Regions from separate parts of the Rattus norvegicus genome. Here region 2 is linked to region 1. A link is a contact called in public Hi-C data. All regions are on one chromosome and are shown on one strand. Each heading gives the region's core, a stretch centred on a gene start, on an enhancer-like site or on the middle of the called end of the contact. The rest is flanking DNA. Distances are from core to core; before and after follow the strand shown.

What was found. Hi-C and Micro-C count contacts between places; a contact is called where the count stands out from the background.
Region 2: a Hi-C map of liver shows a contact between it and region 1, with 2.7 times the contacts expected there. The contact joins two enhancer-like sites. A contact is called at or near these places in 2 of 12 Hi-C or Micro-C datasets (hepatocytes and liver).

The regions. Positions count from the first base shown.
Region 1 is chr19:53,751,093-53,756,414 of GRCr8, reverse strand. All of the region lies in intron 5 of Zfhx3 (zinc finger homeobox 3), which reads right to left. Among named protein-coding and RNA genes, the nearest start is that of Zfhx3, 200 kb to the right of the region's middle. Within about 2 kb of position 2,299, at least 3 of the 93 cell types and tissues checked have an H3K27ac peak or open chromatin away from gene starts, as enhancers often do. A contact at or near this core is called in liver, where this site is marked.
Region 2 is chr19:53,981,927-53,987,248 of GRCr8, reverse strand. LOC120098483 (a long non-coding RNA gene) reads left to right here. Exons shown (of 3, transcript XR_005496694.2): 3 at 1,917-2,363. Among named protein-coding and RNA genes, the nearest start is that of Pmfbp1, 380 kb to the left of the region's middle. Within about 2 kb of position 2,353, at least 2 of the 93 cell types and tissues checked have an H3K27ac peak or open chromatin away from gene starts, as enhancers often do. A contact at or near this core is called in liver, where this site is marked.

The DNA.
Region 1 (5,322 bases), core at 1,050-3,549:
CCCCAAGTGTGTACCCTAAGAGTAATTCTCATCTCACTGTGCCATAGTCACCTGATTACACATGACGCTTCCTTTACAAAGTTCCTTACATGTCTACACACACACACACACACACACACACACACACACACACACACACACTCACTCACTCAACTGATAGGGTCTTGGGTCTTATCACTTACGACCTAACCATATAAAATTTCAGAGCCAAGCTCTGGATTACTAGAATCTGGGTAAGTTTAGCATGCACCACGCCCCGCATCTATTTTTGCTTTCCAAAATAAAAAGAGTCGATGGTCCCTTCTCAGCCCTGAGACAGAATTCTGCCAGCAATGACTGTAAGCAGCAAAGCTCTGCTAAAAGCAGTCTGGACATGGCAAAAGGGGGCGGGGGTGTTACAAGTAGACCCTGGAGGAGCTGACGGCTATGCAATTTCTAGCTGTGTGAAAATAAAAACCCAGATACAGTGTCCACTGGCAAGGCCATGGATGACTAAGGAGGCCACATGAACGAGGCTCCCAGCATCCCCTGCTCACACTAGACTGCAAAGACAAGAGGCGCGGCACGGTAGGGAATGCGAGCCTGAATGCTACAGAGTGGGGCTACTCCTGTAGAGGTTCGAACAGGCCCGAGTGCTGGAAGTGACCACTCAGAGGTGTTCATGTGGCATTTGCACTGACACCTGTTCCATGCTGGCTGTGACGACAGAGTGAGAAGGGCCCGCGGTCTCTGCTATCCCACCAGGAAACATGGGCGTGGTGCTGTCTTGACACTCCCCCTCCCCTTTGGAGAAAGCCTGTTTGAACCCTTCCCCCAGGCCCTTGCTATATTACAGACCTACGAAAGTTATTAATGCTCTGACTTTAGTGGCTAATGTTCTTTGAGGTTTATACTACCCTCCAGCAATGCCTCATCTGATTAAACATTTACGGTTCCAGGATTTTAAGATCTGGAATTTGGTCCAACCTGCTGTTTGCAGGTTTGGAAACTGAAGATCACGGGCTCTCCCCAACCCATCATGTTTCCTCTTAGCGTGGACCTTGTTTTGTCTCTAGGTATCTAACCCAATTAAAAAAGGAGGAGAGGGATGGGTGGGAGGGAGGAAGGAGGAGGATGAAGAGGAAGAGGAGGAGGAATTAAAGGCAGCAGCCCTCTCCATTCTTCGACAGATTCTGTTCTGGGCATTAAGTCCCCCGTACAACGGCATCTCTATTTATACAGAGCTGTAAACAACGGCGGAGCGGGACAGGCTGGTAATAGGTTTCCACCAGGATGTGCCTGACCTGCTTTTTTTTTTTTCCTCCCAAACTCGGTAATTAGAAGGGCGGTGGCTCCGCAGGAATTATTCATAGGCCGCAGGAGCCGTGCACTATACATTTATGTTAAACATGTCAAATCCGATTGAAATCATGCTTGCTGGCACCGCAGCCCATAAACACACTTTCCCCCACACTCGCCCACTAATACCTTCTCTAATAGCCATCTCCCATAGATTCAAATCATGGACGCTCCGATGCACTGATTGCTCTGCGTTAGGTGAGCATCACGGATCTCCAGGAGAGAGAGGGAGAGCGAGCGCTCAAACTACGCTTCTAACATTTAACAAAAGTACGCGTAGGCACAGCAGCCTCAGACTTTTAAGAGCATCCCCATGCCTCTGTTTTAGGCTAGGCTGGTGCCCTGCCCCCTCTTACGGAAGCAGGAGCATCCCCTGGTCACCCTGTCTCAAGTCCCCCGAAGCCAGACTCTGGCGCTCTGTGGCTAGAGACCATGGTGGCTTGCAGCCTTTCAATAACCATCTCAGTATGGTTCTTTGCCAAGAGCTCAATCTTGTCCCCTAATTATTGGTGATAAAGCACCGCATTAATTGTATATCACTTAATTTATAGCAATTAATGATTGACTTGGCTAATCACGGCATTAATCACCGTTCAGTGGGGGACACTGGGGGCTCTTCAATCTCAAACGCTCATGCTCACATCCACTCCGGCAAATGACGACAAGGGGGTCATGTTCAAGTTTCAGAGGAGAGAAACCACAGAGTTGGACGGAAACGGCAGTGCATTAGCAGATCTGCTCCGCTCCGCCCCAACCACCAGCAACCTGAAAGAAAGCTTCCTACTTGTGTTGGCTCTGCTAACCACTGGCTCGTGTATTCACCACTGCTCACTACCAAGGAGCCCACGGATGGCAGGGCTGGGGGGTGTTAGTGGACCGTGTTTCACAGACAGTGCGCTCGGGGTGTCTGTGAGTAAATCTTCCAACCAATGTTACTCATTAGCTAGTAACTAGCCTTCCTAAGTTCATGCCTTTCTATGTCAATGACCCGCTTCCCTTGAGGTTCCTTTTGTTCAGTGTGTGCACCTTAAGCGTACAAATGTGCCAGTGTGCACATGTGGAAGTCGGAGCTGGTTTTCTCCCTTCCACTGTGTGAGTGCGTGTGTGTATGCGTGCATGCGTGCGTGGTGGGGGGAATGGTCCAGGGATGGAACTCTGGCCATCGGGTTTGCCTTTGGAAATGGTTTTACAAGTTGAGCCATCCAGTTGGCACATCCAGCAGACGAAGATCCAGGTCATTTTGAACTCACTGGTATTTTCATCTTTACTGTAAAACTTTGAGGTCTGTTCCTCGCTCTTGGTCAGAGAAGTCAACCAGATCAAACCCTTAGACTGAGAAGCCCATACCCAAGAAGTGGGGGGTTGGGGAGTCGGTTCTACTAAGAGTAGGTTCTGCCCTGACGTTGGGAGTGGGGATGGACCAGGATGCAGTTCTCTTATCTGCCTGCGTGATTTCTGCGCCCCGCCTGAGCTTTCTAGACAGCAAGAGGGCAGAAAGGAGAGGGTAGCTATCTATAAATGTCTATAGCATCTATAAACCTATAAACCTCTATAGGGTATAAATGTCTATAGGGTGAGGTTGAGAACCAGGTATGCTCTCATCTGGAAAGCACCTATGGTGTGCAGGGAAAGCAATGGCACCTGGGATGAAGCAGGGGCTGTGACTGGTGTCAGAAGTCCCGCCCACCCGGCCAGGAAGCAGTCGGCAGCTGTGTGGCCAGTGGCATGCTTAACCTAACCAAGAAGGTCAACCCCGCAGCCTCCTATTTAGGAAGACGTACAGAATCAGAGTGCCTGTGATAGATTCTTTCGGGGTTTGTCTTGTTCTTTCTGAGCCACATGATGTGCCTACTTGAATTTATATTTGTTAAAAATGAAACAAAACCTAAATTTCACTTTCTCAGAGTTATGAGCTCCATTAGGGTGCTGAATGCTCTGATCAGTGGACAAGTCCCTGCAAATCCTTTTGATGACAAACACCCGGAAGCCCCAGGACAACGTCACATACCCTGAAGACCAAGGCCCCTTGTAATCCTTGGGACTCTGCCTAGTGCCCAGCATGAAGCGAGGGACGCGGGCACTGAGCTCTCTGACAGATGACCATCTGGTTTGTCTCAGGGCCACCCAAGGGTAACGGCCGCACCGTATCACTGAGGATCCTACGGAGAGGCCCGCACAATGGGAGACCACAAGAAGCAGAAGACAAGTAACTAAAATCTTCAAGACTATCCGTGCCTGCTCAAACCTCCAAACTACATGATCGATAGCTGAGAAAAATGCCAATTATCCAGACCCATTTGAAATATTATTAATCTGCATTGGCAGTGGCCACTAATCAACACAACAAATTGTGAAATCACTATTTACTTGTTTGTGGAGAGGAAGCCATCTCTGTTGTGCTTAATCAGACAGGAACAGCTCAATTTGGGGAGCAAATGAAAGAAACAGTTTTTCTTAATTATTGTTTTTTTTTTTTTTGTTTTTTTTGTTTTTTTTTTTTTTTTACAAAATACCAGCCAAGGACCCTAAGAGAAGGATCAGAAAAGATCCAGTCCAAGATCAAACTGGGCCCAAGAACTTCGATAAAGCCTGACATTACAAAATTACCCTTCAGGTCAGAGGAGGACTGTCTGAAGAGCTCAGCAAAGAAGCCTTTAACTTTGCATGTGACAAGGTGCACCCCTAAGTTGCTGTTTCTTCCAGTCTTCTGGAGGTAAGGACTGAGGGGGGGCCCATTGCCTGGATGAATGCGTACGGAAAGAGAGCCTTGCTATGGGTGTGGGTTCTACTGTTCTCGTTTTACTCCTTCAAGTGGCCTCCTGGTTGCTAGTCATGACTAAGGGCAGTGGGAGGGAAGGCAGTGCTCACTCTGAATCATAAAGACGGAACAAGCTTTAGCTGAACTGCCCTCGACAAGGCTGCATGCGTGTGAAAAGCACACACCAAGTGGCAGCACAGGGTGCTGCACATAGTAGGAGCTTTGCAAGCGGTAGTTCTTTAATAATGTCCTTAGGACCCACGTGGGATGCTAGAAACATACATACATTCCAAATATCAGGGGCCAGACCTGAAGCCCGTTTTGGTGCTCCTGATATAGATATGATATATATCTATATATCTATAGATATAGATATATATATATATGTTTAAATGGACAAGGCTAAGAGAGATTGCTACTGGTTTTCCTCAAGCTTCTTGACTATTAAACTCCATACACAAAGCTTACTCTACTCTGGGCCTTGCTCTAAACTTCCGGTGTTAATACACGCAAGGCATTCCTCTTAATCACTATCTTATTTAAACACAGAGGCACAGAAGGGTTAAGGGACTAAGTATTGTCACCCAGCAAACGGGAGGGTCATGATTAGAAATCAAGCACCCAGACCATGATAACACACAGATGACCTTGGAAGAGACATAGGGCCTTTGGGGCCTGTCAGCAAAACGTTCTTCCCTTGGGGCCCATGAGGTTTGGCTGTCGTCTACCTTGTCTGTAGCTCACCTCAACAGCTTAGTAAAGACTGGATCTCTGTGTAGCAAAGGTAACTGTGGTGGTTTGAATATGCTTGGCCCATGGGAAGTGGCACTATTAGGAGCTGTGGCCTTGTTAGAATGAAGTGTGTCACTTTGGGGTGGCGCTTCGAGGTCTCATACATATGCTCAAGGCTGGCCAACGCTCCTCCTGGCTGCCTTTGGATCAAGATGTGGACCTCTCGGCTCCTCCAGACCGTGTCTGCATGCAGGCTGCTCTAAGACGCTAATGGACTAAATTCTCTGAGACTCAACACCAACACCAATTACATTTTGCTTGCCTTGGGCACGGTGCCTCTTCACAGCCATAGAACCAATCCTAACTAAGACAGTAACACAGATGGAAACACAACAAAACCCCTCCCCATGCCTGAGTTGACCTTCTACAACCGAAACTGCCCCTTCCTCCCTGGCTCTCCCTCGAAAACCTTCCCAGGGTGGGGTCTCTGACTC
Region 2 (5,322 bases), core at 1,104-3,603, 230 kb before region 1:
GCGAATGCCAGCAGCAAACCACTGAACTGAGAATAGGTCCCCCGTTGAAGGAATCAGAGAAAGAACTGGAAGAGCTTGAAGGGGCTCGAGACCCCAAAAGTACAACAATGTCAAGCAACCAGAGCTTCCAGGGACTAAGCCACTACCTAAAGACTATACATGGACTGACCCTGGACTCTGACCCCATAGGTAGCAATGAATATCCTAGTAAGAGCACCAGTGGAAGGGGAAGCCCTGGGTCCTGCTAAGACTGAACCCCCAGTGAACTAGACTATGGGGGGAGGGCGGCAATGGGGGGAGGGTTGGGAGGGGAACACCCATAAGGAAGGGGAGGGGGGAGGGGGATGTTTGCCCGGAAACCGGGAAAGGGAATAACACTTGAAATGTATATAAGAAATACTCAAGTTAATAAAAAAAGAAAAAGAAACTTTAGAAGACAGACGTGAATAAAAGTAGTGCCGTGGTACATGCCTTTGAACAGTATCTCTTATGTAAGCCTGTTGTCTCCCCACCACCACCACCCCTGTCTCTCATTGCTTCTTGTCAACTCTGAGGAAAGGACGAATCTCTGCCATGTGCTGATGCTGCCATCAATAATTAATCCCTCAAATCGAAAGCCTGGGATCGATTCAGTCAAAGACTGTGGACTGAAACCTCTGAAATTTCCATTTGAAATAAACAGTTTCCCCAAGTCTTGGTGTTGAAAGACCCAACACAGACTAGTATCAGAGGAGTGGGATCACTGAGCTGTTATAGCTAGGCTGTGGGAAAGTTTAGGCACAGTGTGGAGAAGTGGGCGAGAGAAAGACTCAACTACTGTAAGCAAAACTTAATGGGTTAGAAGACCAGAGAGTGGACAGCAGCCTGTGCTGATGAGGTTTCAGGAGGGAACAAAGACTCATGGGAGTTAGAGTAGATCTCATTGTTGTAAGATCTAAAACCAGTAATGAGTTGTTCCCACTTCCACTGTGCCTGAGTCTACGGGACTTTAAACATGATGGGTTAGTTAATCCAGAAGAGGAATTCTTTAAGGCACTCCAGTATTCGGACCATGCACAGTTATGAAGGGCTGCTATTAGTCAGATTTATGGTGTATACAGAAGAAAAATAATGCAAAGTAGGAAGCCCTGACAAACCTTCAGGTGATCTCAGAAGTCTGTAAGGCTGGAGCTAAGGGAGGCATGGTCTCTGGAAAGGTTAGCACCATTAACATCAGCCAAGCACTATGCATTGAAGCAATAGGAAGGATGCTGTGTGCGTCTTTCTTGAACTGTCCAGATATCTCCCAGGGCAGACTCAAGGATATGAAAGAGCAGATAAATTTAGCAGACATTCTCCTGAGAAAAGAGAGCCTCTAGAGCACCCTTTCTACACAGACTAACTAGGATTTCTTTCACTGTACTCAACTGCCCAGCATTCAGTGTCCTTGGCCCATGGTCTGTCAATTGCTCTAGCTGATGGCAGAGTTTTTCTGTCTGTATGATGCTGGTCTTGTGGACACAAAATGTAAGCACTTTTCACCAAGATTTTAAAAGAAATCCTGAAAGGAGAGGCAGTAGGTAGACTTGGAGCCCCTGCTGGGCGGGGTGCTGAGGGCAGTGTGTAAAGCTGAGGACATGGCAGGAGCTGAAATGGAGATGCTTGGACAGAGAAGACACCAAGAATGAGAAATTACAATGAGTGAAGCCATTGCCCAAAAGAGCCCATGCAGGCTTCAAATGGCAAGGCCGGACAGTTGGGGTTGCACACAAACATGCAAATCATGGAGCTAAGCATTCAGAGATCACCCCTCTGCCTCAGTCTTGCTTTCATTAGATTCCTTTTTGCTACTCTTCTGCTTTTCTCATTTCCAATTGGAATATTTATTTCATGGTCATTTTATCTCAGAAGTATATAACTATCTTTTCATTTCACAGGGTCTCCCAGCTAAGCATTTGCATCGAGTCTCACAAAAGACCTTGGACTTGGACTTCTGAACAACATTGAAACTGTCAATATTTGGAGGACTCTAGGAGACAGTCTATGTACAGTTTGCATTGTGAGATGGCCGTAAACTTTTCTGGGCTAAGAGCAGAATGCTATCGTTTGAAAATGAAAATGAAATGTCCCTTCAAGCTCAGGTTTTAAACCATTGGTACACAGTTTAGGAGGTGCTAGAACTTAGCTAGAGAATGTAGCTCACTGGATATGGACATTTGACGACCATAACCAGGGTCTCTCCACCTACTGTTTGCCATCCACCATGAGGTAAGTAGCTTCTGTCACATATTCCCACTGCATGATATTTTGCTTCATCCAGGTTTATCTAGAACTAATAAAGTCAGACCATGCACACAGCCAAAATAAATAATTCCTCCTGCTGAGTTGTGTCGGGTGTTTTGTACCAATGATGAAATGTCTAATGAACATCCTTACTTATCAAACAAAAAACTTGGAGATGGTTTATAGCCAACAATTACCTAATGGTCAAAGACTGATTCCTTTACCCCCATAAAGAGTAACCATAAAAAGATCTATGAAATAAGGCTAGAGAGGTAACTCATGTGGTAGAGGGCTGGCTCTGTGTGTGTGTGTGTGTGTGTGTGTGTGTGTGTGTGTGTGTGTGTGTGTTTGTGTGATCAGACATGGTGGTACACACCTGTAATCCCCATGGAGATAGGTGGATCAAAAGTTCAAGGTCATCTTCAACTATACAACGAATTTAAGGTCAGACTGCAACCTGAGTCCAGGTCATAAAAAAGAGAAAAAGTCAAAAGCAGCATTACTACCAAACTAACAAAAATATAAATGATATGTAAATTATTACCCCCTTTGCCTTTGTTACATCTGAAGATACAAGAAAGGAAACTAACTTGAAATTTAAGGACAGGCTAATGTCTTTAAGAAGACAAGGGTGTGAGCACTGACTTACCTGGATTCAACACTAACAGAACATAAAGAAATGAGCAAGAAGATTCTGGTTAAAGTTGTTGCAAACAAACAACCCAGGCCAAATGAAAGTTCTGAAAATATCCACCCCGACAGACAAGGACTGAAGAAAATGTGTACAGGTGAATATTTATTGAGTAAATAAAGAGAAAGCTTCCTGCTGTGACCCAGGCCTAGAAGAGGCAAGTGGTCATGCTGCAGAAATACCCAGAAGCACAGAACCGAAGCTATCAGCCACCCAGAGAAGGCCTCAAACTGTCCTCTGATGTCAGGGGCATCCCAATGCCCCCACATCTTAGGACAGAAGGACACGCCTAAGGAATGGAGCCAGGGCCCTGAACTCTTCTTTCTACACTTTGCCAGACTAGCAAGCAGCAAATGAATCAGCCATTGGAATGAGGTGGAGAGAAATTCTTTGTTATCTCTATAGTGTAGACACGCAGGAAAGGCTCTGGGCGTGAGTAGAATATTAGCATTGACAAACAAGCAGATGAATGGACTAAGCATTCAGGCAAACCAGCACTAACCTTCAACACAAGACAATGCTAGAAAAACCCAAGGGAGCCAAATTTTAAAAAATCTAACCTTAGTTCTTTCTGACTGGACTGACTATTCTAAAAGCCTAACAGAATAGACTCGCCCATTTCTACACATTAATATCAATCATTGTAGCGTTTATAATCCTACACATGCCCATCTGTGAACCAAAAATGACCAAACACACACATACGAGAGAGAGAGAGAGAGAGAGAGAGAGAAGGGAGCCAGCAATCAAAAATGTTAATGAGACTCATATAATCAACAAAGGGTTAACACGGACAGTGTAGGAGGGAAAGGTTGAGAAAGAAGTTTCACACATTCTAGGACACAGTTCTCAAACTTTGGTGGGCATCAGAATAACATGGTAGACTTATTGAAATGCCCATGGTCAGAGTCCACATCAAGACATTAAGATTCAGTAAGCATGGCCTACAGCTTCCAACGTCTAACAATATCCCCGGTGATAGTAACTGTAGTCTAGGTCAACAGTTTAAATGCTTTGCTGTAAGTAACAGGAGAAGGAATCAATGGGACCATAAAACTGGTGCTAAAAAACGGAACCAGAACCAATTTATCTCTTGGATGTAAAAGTAACTTTTATTCACCTGTAGGAATTGTCACCTTGGAGGCTTATTGCCTCTGTCTGCTAACCTAGGCCTAATCCTAGAAGCTTCTAGCCTCCTTAAAATCTAATCTGGGCCTAGAATGTTTCCACCTTTGCAACTTACTACTGAAAAACCTCACCCTTTCTTGTTCTGAACGCTGTTGGCTGGTTCAACTCAACTATTCTGGATCAAACTCCTCCCCAAGCTGACTCAATCTGACTTCTCTTTCAGCCTCTGACTTTCCTCTGCTTGGTCCCAAACTAACATTGACAATCTGTCCTGTTTTTTTCTAGCTCCTTTTCATTCTCCCGCTCATTCTGTCTTCACCTGTGTCTTCTTCAACCTGTCTCTGTACAACTGTCCCAGTAAAACTGTCTCCTTTCTCTAGGAGCTCCTCCCTTAAGTAGCCACTCTGTCCTCATGAGAGTTGGGCATGTCCTAGTCTGTTAAGTCTTTCTCTGATTCCTCACTTTGCCTCTCAATTTGACATCACTTTTAAACATGGGTACTTCCTTCTACAAACTAATTTTACCTTCATTGTTTGGATTAAAGGAGTGCTAAAGCTGAGCCACGCCCAATTAGAAATTTTATTTTTCAGTACAATCTCAGGCTTCACAGTGTGATCAAATATTGTGGAATACTTGAAGATTAGTCAAATGGCATTAATTTGACAGAGAAGACAAGGTATTCGCGGACCACAAACTGGAACCATTTCCCATCTTCTGAGAGCATAAATGGCAAAAACAATTGGAGTCTCAATTCAATAAATGCAGTAGGAAGTAAAACGAACGAGCTGAAGAATCAGAGGTTATGGGAAGAAACAAGAAAATAATATAGTTTAGGGGAAGCCATCCTGGGTAGCAAGGCAGTGTCAAGAGACTATGACTATGTTAACATGTAGGGCCTCTACACCAAAGCCTGGGACAACAGCAAAAGACTAACCACAATGCTGAGGGTAGCGGTTGCTCTTGGAATGCTAACTCACGGAAGTGAGAACAAGAGGATCAGAGCTCAAGATGATCTTCAGTTTACATACAGAATTCAAGGCAGGTCTGTGCTACAGGAGACTGTCTCAAAATAAACAAGCAGACAGACTATCCCCTATGCACTTCTATTTAACATAAAGGAGCAACTTTGAGATTGGTAAAAGATAAAAAATAACTGTCTTACCATTGAAAGAAATATCATAGGAGATTCCTTCCAGCAGAGAACAGAGAAGTGCTGAACTTAGGAACCCAGACAACACTGA